Linked DNA regions of Sus scrofa: region 2 is linked to region 1. Evidence: chromatin contacts called from public Hi-C data. All regions are on one chromosome and are shown on one strand. The core of a region is the stretch at or near the end of the contact, and the rest is flanking DNA. Distances in the headings are between cores, read along the strand shown.

Evidence for each region. A called contact is a pair of places that touch in the nucleus more often than the background predicts.
Region 2: a Hi-C map of omental adipose tissue shows a contact between it and region 1, with 2.3 times the contacts expected there. A contact is called at or near these places in 7 of 47 Hi-C or Micro-C datasets (embryonic fibroblasts, heart right ventricle, mesenteric adipose tissue and 4 more) and 1 of 2 datasets of targeted methods (skeletal muscle).

What each region holds. Positions count from the first base shown.
Region 1 is chr3:108,840,931-108,846,800 of Sscrofa11.1, reverse strand. No RefSeq gene overlaps it. Among named protein-coding and RNA genes, the nearest start is that of LCLAT1, 30 kb to the right of the region's middle.
Region 2 is chr3:109,132,028-109,137,897 of Sscrofa11.1, reverse strand. No RefSeq gene overlaps it. Among named protein-coding and RNA genes, the nearest start is that of LBH, 21 kb to the right of the region's middle.

The DNA.
Region 1 (5,870 bases), core at 1,916-4,415:
CATGGAATATGGCTGCAAAGAGCAATAGTAAATCACTCTGGTTTTGTATGCTTTTCTCTTATAAACATACAGTTATTGAAACTGCAGAAAAATTTGGGGAGGCCTTATTATGGGCCTGGAAAGAGCCCAAGATTTATAATAATTTGAGTTACCTTATATGTATACAAAGACATGTAATTTATGATTTTATAACCTAAATTCCTTTTAGTTCCTTCTGTACATTTTAATGTATGTTTAAACTGAATAGTTTTTAACTTAACATACATGTTTTATACAGCTGGGTGAGATGTTTCATATTAGCCAGAATAAATGTTGAATGATTCTTTCCTTTTCATGATTTTTTTTCTGATAGATCATTTTTCCTAATATTGTGATGCCCTCTAGTGAATTCAGCCTTTCAGATAAGGAGTTATGAGAGGTAGTAATCAGTACAATGAAATCTTCAAAAGGAACATTCTAGTAATTAGAACTGTTTTTATACGTCTTGTTGAGAAGGCACGTTTCTGTTCCTGGAAGTGTTTAAGCAGAGATTTGATAATCTCCCACGAGTCTTATTGTTGAGTTAAGCAAAATTGTTCCAGATGACTTTTAAAATCTCCTTCAGCTTCAAGGTCTATATTTCATATAAGTTATTAGTCTTCAGTCAATAAATATTGAGCATCCACAGTGTCCTAGCACTGTCCTGAGGGTTGTGAAGCTTTCAGAGGTAGTGTTAAGTCATGGGTGTGACTTCAAGTAACTTTTGGAAAAAACAATGGTAGCCAGTTTTTATCGAATACCTAGTCTGTTCCTGGAGCTGCTCAAAACAGCTTACCTTATGTCATTTAATCCTCATAGTTACCATGAGGTAGGTACCATCTTTAGTTCTATTTTACTAGTATAGAAATTGAGACCCAGAGAGGTTAAATAATTTGCCCAAACTCATGTGGTAAGTGGTGGGACCAGGACTGACTTATATACAATACTCGTGATTAAGTTAAGGTAATTTTTAATTGTTTACAGGTTGGCAGCTCTCTGAGGGAGTGATTAGTTGTCTCTTACGCCAGCTCATATTACTTTTGGATATGTTATCTTTATATTGCTATACTTAAATGTGTGGTTTCTTATTCATTTCATTCAAGAAGTGGTAGTTTACTAATATGTACCTAAGTTTTTCAGTCCATTAACAAATTTTTGGGAGTTCCTCTCGTGGCGCTGCAGAATGAGTCCGACTAATATCCACGAGGATGTGAGTTAGATCCCTGGCTTTCCTCAGTGGGTCTGGGATCCAGCATTGCCATGAGCTGTGGTATAGGTCACGGACCTGGCTTGGGTCTGGCGTTGCTGCGGCTGTGGCATGGAGGGGCAGCGGTAGCTCGGATTCGACCCCTAGCCTGGGAACTTCCATGTGCTGGGGTGTGGCCCTTAAAAAAAGGAAAAAAACAAACAAACAAAAAAACCCACAGTGTTTTGGCCCATAAGATACTTATTTTAAAGACTTATTTAAGAGACAGAATGATACCATCTTACCTTGTAGTTTACTTTCAGTAAACATCAGTTCTTTAAAGTTTGGAGAATTCGGTATTCATTCCTGTGCCTAAGAATTCTTTGGGGCCATTTATGACTTTCATCTTTCTTTTGGCTTTCAGAGTCAGTTACCAACTTCATTGGATTTGAAGGCTGTATGATAGCTCTGTCCTTTTGGTTTTCAATACCTAGACCAAGCAGAAAGTGATTTCCATTTGTTGGTAAATTATTTAATCAGATTGGGAGTGTTGGCTTTTTGATAACCTGGATTTTAACTTTTTGTGTTGTCCCTGGGTCATTGTTAGTCATACAGAGACAGTAAGGGGTTCATCTTCAGTATGATTATTAGAAGGATAAGGTGAACCATAAGACAAAGAAATATTGTTTTGTGATATATAAGGTAGGTTTTTCTTATTTCTGGGAATTTGTCTGGTGTCCATTTATGAAACTGTTTCTTTGTTCCAAATCATTTGTATATAGTTCCTAATTTGTATTTAGTAAGTTCCAGATTAATGGTGACCTTAGCGACCAGACTGTTCCTTAGGCTCCTTGTTTCAGTTCTGTGTTTACCTAAAGACTTGTTAACAACATGCCCCTTTATTTTTCCATTTAGGGGCTAAGTGAGAAATGAATGGAGAAGGAGTAAAATAGCAGCTTTCCTAATGGAAGGAATGATACTCAGAAGTGCCCAGTTTAGGATTTTTAAAAAGTCTAGAAGAATTGAGTGGGACTCTAGAGAAGACTATTTCAATGAAAGCTGGAGCTTAGAAGAATCTCATGTGACACCATGTGACTTCTGGCATATCTTGAAAATGAATAACTACTTTTTAGGGTTTCTTGAGATTTTGTGATTCCTCCCACCCACCCCCTAATTTGTTTTTCCTATTTCTGTTTCTCTTACATCTCCCAAAGGTTTTTCTAGCAGTGACAATCTCAATGAGTTGTTTATGGGATAGGAATATAAGAGTGGCTGTGAGTGGGTAGGTGACGGTATGGTTTGGCCAAGAGTGAAAGAAAGGAAGTCAGTAGTAGTCCAAGCTTAAGATGAGGATGGCTCGGGTTAAGGTGGTGGCAATGCAAATTGATGGAAAGTGGTAGATTTAGGATATATTATGGAGATACAGTTGACAAGTCTCTTGCTAATTTTGTTGGATTTGGGAGGGAGGGGAAGGAAAAGAAAGAATGAAAGATGATTTCTAGGTTTCTTGGCAGAGAATCTGGGTGGTTGCTGATACCATTCACAGAGATGGAGAAAAACAAGGGCTGAGTGGGGGGCGGAGGAAGGGGGAGGGATCATCATGCCATTTATTCTGGAAGTGTTCAGTTTGCTAGAACTATTAGACACCCAGTGTCAGGTAATCCACTGAATCTGCGCATCGAGCTCCGAGGAGAGGACTGTGTTGGAGACAGAAAGGTCAGCCCGAGGAGAACATAGAGGAGGAAGGGAGGGGAAAAGGAATAGTGAGGACAGCCAATGTCTGAGGGGTAGGAAGCCCCAGCAGCAGTTAAAGGTCCAGTAGAGGAGGGGGAGCCAACCATGCAGATCCTGAGAGAGGAAACCCAGAGAGTATGTCAACAAAAGTCAAGAGAGGCGAGCAGTACAAAGAGGAAGTGGCCATTCATGTGGCGTGCTGCCAAGAGGTGGAGTGAAATGAGAACAGAGAAGCAGCCAGTGGATTTGCCAGTGTGCGCGTCGACTTTTTTGCTGATTTGGTTTCAGGGGAGTGGTAGAGACAAGCCAGTCTGTAGATGATTGAAGAGGGAGTGACATTGATGCATTTCTCTGTTGGCCAGATGTTCACTTGATGTACATGAGGAATCTTGAAAATCCACTCAGTCAGCTTGGAGGTTCGTATTCTCCATACATGGCTGGAGGGAGTCAGCATTGGCCTTTGCCTCCAATAATTTTTTCTTGGTTAGCATTTGCTTGCTAATTTAAAAGGTTCTGAATTTCATAGGTGCCTGCCATTTTAGAGTAACATCGAATGTTCAATCTATGTTAACTTCCAGAGTTAATATTATATTAAATTAAAATATAGAGTATTTACCTTTTCAGGAAAGTAATTACAAGCCTTGGAGATTATGCCAAGACTATTTCATCTTGAAACACTTAGAAATTCATTTTGGTTTTTTGTAATTATAGAGTTTTAGTTAAGAGCGACATCTAAACAGGGATTGCATTTGGCAGTTATGTACATGTTCTTGTTCTAAACTAAGCACTGTTTCTGTGGTTTAGACTTTTCTTTTATAAATAGAATTTTAATCTAGTTAGCTTAAAATTTTTTTCAGACGTGTTATAATTAGCACTGGCTACAACTTAATCCTAAAATGTGCATAATAAATTTAATAATATTTTATAAGCACTCCTGCTATTAAATGAAAGTAGATAGGAATTATTTGAATATTTAGAAAATTCTCTACTTTTTCTGTAACAGTGTGGAAAGCATATATGGCTGCTTAAAAAGAAGTTGACATATTACCTGCTTGGTCCTGTCACTGGGAATGATGTTCCTTATATTTTGGATCACATGGTCTTATAAACCCTGACAGCTCTTTCATATATTCTTCTGAGTATAGTATGTATTAATGTAGTTACTGGCATTGGAAGTTTATGTTACTGTAGGATTTATTTTCCAAATGTGCTTGGTCTGCCAGTTCAGGCCCACTGCACTGACTAACACATGAACCTTTTTAAAATTCTAAGGACAAGCAGTTTGGTTTATAGGAAATTGTTTAGAAGAGTTAAGAAACATGTCTGGGTCTCTGTGTTTTCATTTCCTAGGTTATCACAAACAAGGAAATCTGAGAAAATGATACAGCTAAGAGGAGCCTAAGGAGACATTATAACTAGATGTAATGTGGTGTCCTTATGGGATTCTGGAACAGAAGGACATTAGATAAACACTAAGGACATACATACATTTATTGATTGATTGATTGATTGTCTTTTTAGGGCCACATCTGGAGCATATGGAAGTTCCCAGGCTAGGGGTCCAGTCGTAGCTGTAGCTGCCAGCCTATGCCACAGCCACAGCAATGCTAGATCGGAGCCTCATCTGCGACCTATACCACAGCTCTCCTGAACGCCAGATCCTTAACCCACTGAGCAGGGTCGGGGATTGAACCTGCATCCTCATGGATACTAAACGGATTTGTTACCACTGAGTCACAATGGGAACTCCCCTCTAAGGAAATTTCAATACAGATCTTAGTTACTGAAAATAAGTCAATATTGGTTCATTAATTGTGACAAATGTACTGTACTAATGTAAGGTAACAATAGGGGAAGCTGGGTGTGGGGTGAATGGGAATTCTATACTGTCAACACAGCTTTTCTGTAAATTTGAAACTGTTCTAAAACAAAAGTTTATTAAGGAAAAAAAAACATGTAGGATAGGAGATGTTTTTGTAGCCATCACTGGAAAATACAGTCTGCCATGCTTCTTTATGACTGGCTAAGTTATGTAAGCTTTGTGGATCTCAGTTTCCTTATCTTTAAAATGAGGATATGTTATAATAATAATGTCTACCTCCATAGGGTTGTTGTGAGGATTAAATGAGGTAATGCAAGTGCCTTGCATACCGTCTGGCCCTGTAAATGCTCAATAAATGCTATTAAACAGTCATGATGACAGCTCATTAAATTAAAAAAGGTCCACATGGGAAATAAAGCATATTCATACATTTTGATTGAGCTGTGGAAAGTGTAGCCTTGCCAGACTGGACCTCGTTTAGGACCTCACCTCTTTAGTTGATTTTTCTGCAGTTTTCTGTAGTCCGTGACTCTTCCATACAGCAGTTGGAATTGAGATCTCTAAATGTGTTTGAGTTTTAAAATTAAATTGCATATTCCTAGAGAATTTCGGAGATTCTCAGTTGCCTTCATTTGAAACACTCAGTGGATTTTAAAGGGCAATTCTACTTTTCTCAAGCCTTGAAGACCACAGGCAATGTAGTGTGCGAGAAAGAATATTCAGCAGGAATTAGGACTTTCAGTTCTAGTTTGACTCTAACTAGTTAGGTGACTGGGGTAATTTCTTTCACCTCTTAGAATCTTAGTTTTCCTACTGGTAAAATGAGAGAGTTGGACTAAACGATACTGGGTTGTAAAAGTCGATTCACGTTGACATACAAGTGAGAAATGTGCTTGGAGCAATCACTTTGGGATGCTTTACTTTTCCAGGGTTGCCTCACAAGAAAATTATCATTGCCTTATATTTACATTTCATTTTTGATCAAATATATATTATTCTGCTTGATGATCCATCATATTCTCTATAGCAGGCCTATGTAATTCTTTAATTGCTTTAAAAACTTAAATCTGCTTCCAAGTTTAAAGATTCCTTAAGGATGATCAGTAGAAT
Region 2 (5,870 bases), core at 1,473-3,972, 290 kb before region 1:
CAGTGAAAATTATCCTTTTCCGTCTATATTTGCTAGGTACTTATTAAAAAATCCATGTTCTACATATTTAGTGCACATAGGCTCAACTTTAAGAAAATGCATTATATGATCACTGAAACATAATACAATGGATAATCATCATGCATTAGAAAGTGATCTCAGTTTCATAAAGGATTCGTTGCAGCATGCCTTCAGGTGATGAGTTCCTTTCTGGTCATTTAACTATGAAAATCTTGCTCTCAGATTCTGATTTAATTGGTCTGAGGAGAGACTAGGGCTCTAATTTTTTTTTTAAAGCTCCCAGGGTGATTCTAATGCACATCCAGGTTTGAGAGCTACTAGACTAAATGGTGTCGAGCTTCCAACTTTCAACTGTTCATATGACTTGCAGTTCACTTAAATTCAACACACATTTTTGTTCACCTGTTGTGTGCCAGGCACTATGTGAGCCTTCAGATATATGAGTAAACTGGTCCTGGTTCTTATATTCAAGGCACCCCCAGTCTGACAGGGGAGATAAAGCATACAGAATTAATTTTATCTGGAGGACCCACAGATAGTGAAACAGGGAAATGTTGTCTGTAATGTACAAATAAAAGGAGAGGAAGGAATGGGCAAACCTGCATGTATCTCCTCCACCATCATTGCTTTCTTTCTCTTTTCCTTGCAGAGGAAACAGAAGACGGATTAAAGAGGAACATAATGAGCTGTAGGGCAGATGCTTGGCAATCAGATGTGAGTTCTGGGGAGAACGGGCAGGGCCCTAGGAGGCTGAGGTGTGTAGCCTTCCAGTCTGGGTGATTTCTTAATGTGAGGGTACAAAACCTGCTCACAAATGGCAAAGAGTATGAGATGGTTTTCAGCGGCTCCTCTGCAAAAACTGTCAAGAAATTTAAGCTGCCTTCTCCATCTCCTTTTCTGAACACTCTCCTAACTGCCAACTTTGGGTGCACTTCTTCCCAGATGGCCTTGCCTGGTCCCCTCACTGCTCTACGTCCCTCACCCCATCTGGGCTTAGCTGTCCCCGCATTGCCAATGGTAATTCTGACTTCTGTGCTGCAGGCATCAGTGAGCTGGGTCAGATTCCATATGAGCTATGAATAGCCAAAAGACCCTTTCGAGAACACTTGGCTTGTAAGATAAGGAGTCTGTTCTCCCAAAAGCCACTCCACTGTGGGGGAATTCAAGAATGAGATATTTTAATAAGTACAAAGCCCCCAACTTAAAATAATCCACTGAAGAGTAAAGTGAATGGATTTTGGCAGAAAGTAACATGGTACCCCAAGCATTTCCCTTGACCTCACTTCTGGGCCTCAGCAAGTATGGTCAGGTGGGGTCCTCTCCTCCAGGGAGGGAGAACTTGCCCCCAGGCAGAGCTGGCCAAAGAGGAAATGGGCTGCTTCTTAAGATGCTGAGTTTCCGCATTCGAAACGTTTTGTGAGGATAATGGGGTGAGGTTTGGGGGCAGGACTATTTGAACAATGGATAGGGGGTCAGCCACTTTTAATGTGCCTTGCAGGGAACCTCTAATAGCCACTTTGTGGCCTGCCTTTAGCTGCCTTCCAGCTCTAAGAGTCTTTAAATTATTTGGACTGAATTCAGGAAGTCTCCTGCGAGTGGAGAAGCAGTGACAATCCTGCAAAGCAATGAGTATGAACAAATGTTAGCTGGGACTCTCCTCGAACCCCGCTCTGTGACCCTTGAGTATTTCCTATCACTCAGTCCTCACAATCACTCCAAGAGGTAGACGTTACACTCATTTTACAGATAAGGAAACTGAGGCTCAAGGAAGCTGATTTAACCAGAATCCCACAAAAGACAGGCAGTTCAAGCCCAGGTTTCCTAACTTTTAGTCTGATGTTCATAGTACAAATATTATGATTTTATTCTGTTCAGACACAGTAAGAGCTGGAAAAATATCAGAGTATTTATTCAAGAAAGGAAATGATCTGAAAAAAGGAATGGATTTAGTGGAATTGAATGGATGGGTTAGTTTAGGGCAGTTTCATGAGTTGCCAGGAGAGGGCAGAAGCCTTCCACCTTAGACGCTTATAAGTCCTTTATAAGCCCATGGAGGTTTAGGAGGAAGTGTAGTTAAGAATTTTTCATGGAGGGAACTTGAAGAAAGAGCAGGAAAGCACAGTGTGGCTGCTGTGGTTTCAGGTGGTGTGCCTCTGGGAGCCAGGGGCATGGAAAGAATAGCTCTGGATCTCCTGCACCCACAAGGCAAGAGGCCTATAGCAACATAAGACATGAACAGGATCTGAATCCAGACAATCCAAGACTTGGGTCCTCAATCTACCTGTGTCTAGCTTGTGTCATTTTCCCTCTGTGAGCCTGCTTCTGCATCCACGAAAAGAGGATAATAACTGCCTTGTAGGAGTATTGGGATAATCAGGGTAAAGCACTTTGCAAACTGAAATCATTAGCAGAGGTGAGTGCCAAGGCTGCTCCCTCTAGCTTCTCTCACTACACGTGAGCTGTGGGACAATAGACCAGGTTGCCACCTCAGCTGGGAGGCCAGGAGTGGTGGCGAGGCTGGCACTGAGGTGGTAGGCTGAGGGAGGAGGGAATGTCATTGCCCCCATTTTCTTGTTGGGGTCCCTCTGACCTCAGGACACTCCATTCCAGCTGGCATGCCTCAAAGGGACTGCCTGTCCTCTGAGGTCCTAGTCCTCAGAGGGGAGCCCTGAACCTCCCAGGCAGCAGCTGAGAGGCTTGAGGATCCGTGATATGGCTCAGCTCCCTCAGCCACAGGGATCGCATGGGCAGAGTCCCCTCCCAACCCAGTAACTCAGAACTGAAATGCTGTTGGGGAGGCTGAGTGTGAGAAACTGAGGACTCCATAGCTGCCAACTCCTAAGCTGACACTGGACACCTGTCACAGTAACAGCACCACTTTAATTTTGTTCATAATTTTGTTCATGAGGCCAGCAATCTTGAGAGGGAGGTAGGACAGATACAGTTGAAACTCCAATTTTTTAAGATGAAGAGACTCTCAGCCAACATAAGGATTTGTCTGAAGTCACACAGTTCTTAAAAAACAAAAAACCCCAAGCAACTCTTTTGGCCCTAAAGACACCACTTCGTACAAGTATTTCTATCAAGAGAGACCTACCTTCCGTCTCTCTCCATCTGTTCTCTCTTTAAACTCCCAGCGTAGGTGTAGAGGTGAGTGTGCTCCTCATTCTCGCCTTGTGTACGTTACCATTGTCAAGCTTTGCAAAGACCTTCTCTTGTTTTGTTTGATTTAATATTTCATTTTCCCATCATCCACAGTTTCTATTCCCATTCAACCCCTCTTCTTACCCTCTAAAGGGCACCCCCTCCAATTTGGTTGGTTGGTTGGTTGGTTCTTTCATTAATTAATTAATTGATTTATTCATTTGTAGGCTTGAGCCAGGTACGTTGCTGACCAATATTATATTCATACTGCTATTTTTAAGAAGTATACTTGATTTACAGTGTTGTGCCAATTTCTGCTGTAGAACAAAGTGACCCAGTCATATATATATATATATATATATACACACACCTTCCATTTCTTTTCTTTACTTTTCTTTTCTTTTTTTGCTTAGGGCTGCACCTGCGGCATATGGAAGTTCCCAGGCTAGGGGTCAAACAGAGCTACAACTGCTGGCCTACACCACAGCCACAGCAACGTGAGATCCAAGCCACGTCTGTTACCTACCATCACAGCTCACTGCAACCCGGGATCCTTAACCCACTGAGCAAGGCCAGGGATCGAACCTGCAACCTCATGGATCCTAGTCAGGTTCGTTAACTGCTGAGCCACGAAGGGAACTCCCTCACACCTTCCATTTCTTATATTATCTTCCATCATGGTCTATCCCAAGAGACTGGATATAGTTTCTGTGCTATAGAGTAGGACCTCATTGCTTATCCATTCTAAATGTAATAGTTTGTGTCTACTAACCCCAAACTCCCAATCCATCCCACTCTCTCCCCCTCCCCCTTGGCAATCACAAGTCTTTTCTCTATGTCTGTGAGTCTGTTTCTGTTCTGTAGATAGGTTCATTTGTGCCATATTTTAGATTCCACATATAAGTGATACGGTATTTGTCTTTCTCTTTCTGACTTCACTTAGTATGAGAATCTCTAGTGGCAACCATGTTGTTGCAAATGGCACTATTTTGTTCTTTTTTATGGCTGAGTAAATATTCCATTGTATACATGTACAATGTCTTAACCTTAATCTGTCACTGGACATTTTTAGATTGTTTCCATGTCTTGGCTATTGTCAATAATGCTGCCATGAACATATAGGTACATGTATCTTTTTGAATTATAGTTTTGTCTGGATATATGATCTAGAGTGGGATTGATTGATCATATTGTAGTTCTATATTTAGTTTTCTGAGGAACCTCCATACTGTTTTCCATAGTGGTTTTACCAATTTACAGTTCCATCAGCCGTGTAGGAGGGTTCCCTTTTTCCCATACCCTCTTCAGCATTTGTTATTTGTATACTTATTAATGATGGCCATTCTTTGTACCTTTGATTTGCATTTCTCTAATAGCGATGTTGAACATTTTTTGATGTGCCTACTGGTCTTTGGATAAATGTCTCTTTAGGTCTTCTGCCCATCTTTCAATTGGGTTTTGTTGTTGTTGAATTTGTATGAGTTGTCTGTGTATTTTAGAGATTAAGCCCTTGTCCCATGCATGGTTTGCAACTATTTTCTCCCATTCTGGAGGTTTTTTCATTTTTTTATGGTTTTCTTTGTTGTGTGAAAGCTTATAAATTTTATTATGTCTCATTGTGGGTTTTTTTTTTTTTTCTTTTGTCCTTTTTAGAGCTGCATCCAGGGCATATGGAGGTTCCCAGGCTAGGGGTCTAATCAGAGCTGTAGCTGCTGGCCTACGCCAGAGCCACAGCAATGCCAGATCCGAGCTGCATCTGTGACTTACACCACAGCTCACAGCAACGCCAGATCCTTAACCCTCTGAGCGAGGCCAGGGATCAAACCTACAACCTCATGGTTCCTAGTCATATTCTTTTCCACTGCGCCACAATGGGAATTCCCCATTGTTTATTTTTGTTTTTATTTCTGTTGCCTTGGGAGAGTGACCTAAGAAAACATTTGTATGGTTGATGTCTGAGAATGTTTTGCCTATATTCTCTTCTAGGAGTTTTATGGTGTCATGTCTTATGTTTAAGTCTTTAAGACATTTTGAGTTTATTTTGTGCACTGTGTGAGGATGTGTTCTAGTTTCATTGGTTTACCTGCAGTTGTCCAGTTTTGCCAGCATCACTTGCTGAAGAGACTGTCTTTTTCCCATTTTATATTCTTGCCTCCTTTGTTGAAGATGGACCATAGGTATCTAGGTTTATTCTGGACTCTTTGGTCTGTATGTCGGTTTTGGTACCAATACCACACAGTCTGGATTACTGTAGTTTTATAAGATTGTCTGAAATCTGGGAGAGTTATGCCTCCTGCTTTGTTTTTATTCCTCAGATTGCTTTGGCAATTCTGGGTCTTTTATGGTTCCATATAAATTTTTGGATTATTTGGTCTAATTCTGTGAAAAATGTCATTGGTAATTTGATACAGATCACATTAAATCTGTAGATTGCTTTGGGTTTTATGGCCATTGAAACAATGTTAATTCTTCTAAATCAAGGGCATAGGCTATCTTTCCATTTCTTTGAATCCTCTTTAGTTTCCTTGATTAATGTTTTATAGTTCTCAGCTTCTAAGTCTTTCACCTTCTTGGTCAGGTTTATTCCTATGTGGGTTTTTTTTTTTTTTTTGGTGTGATTTTTTTAATATTCCTTTTCTAATTTTTCATTGTTAGTATACAGAAGTGAAACTGATTTCTGAATATTAGTCTTGTATCCTGATACT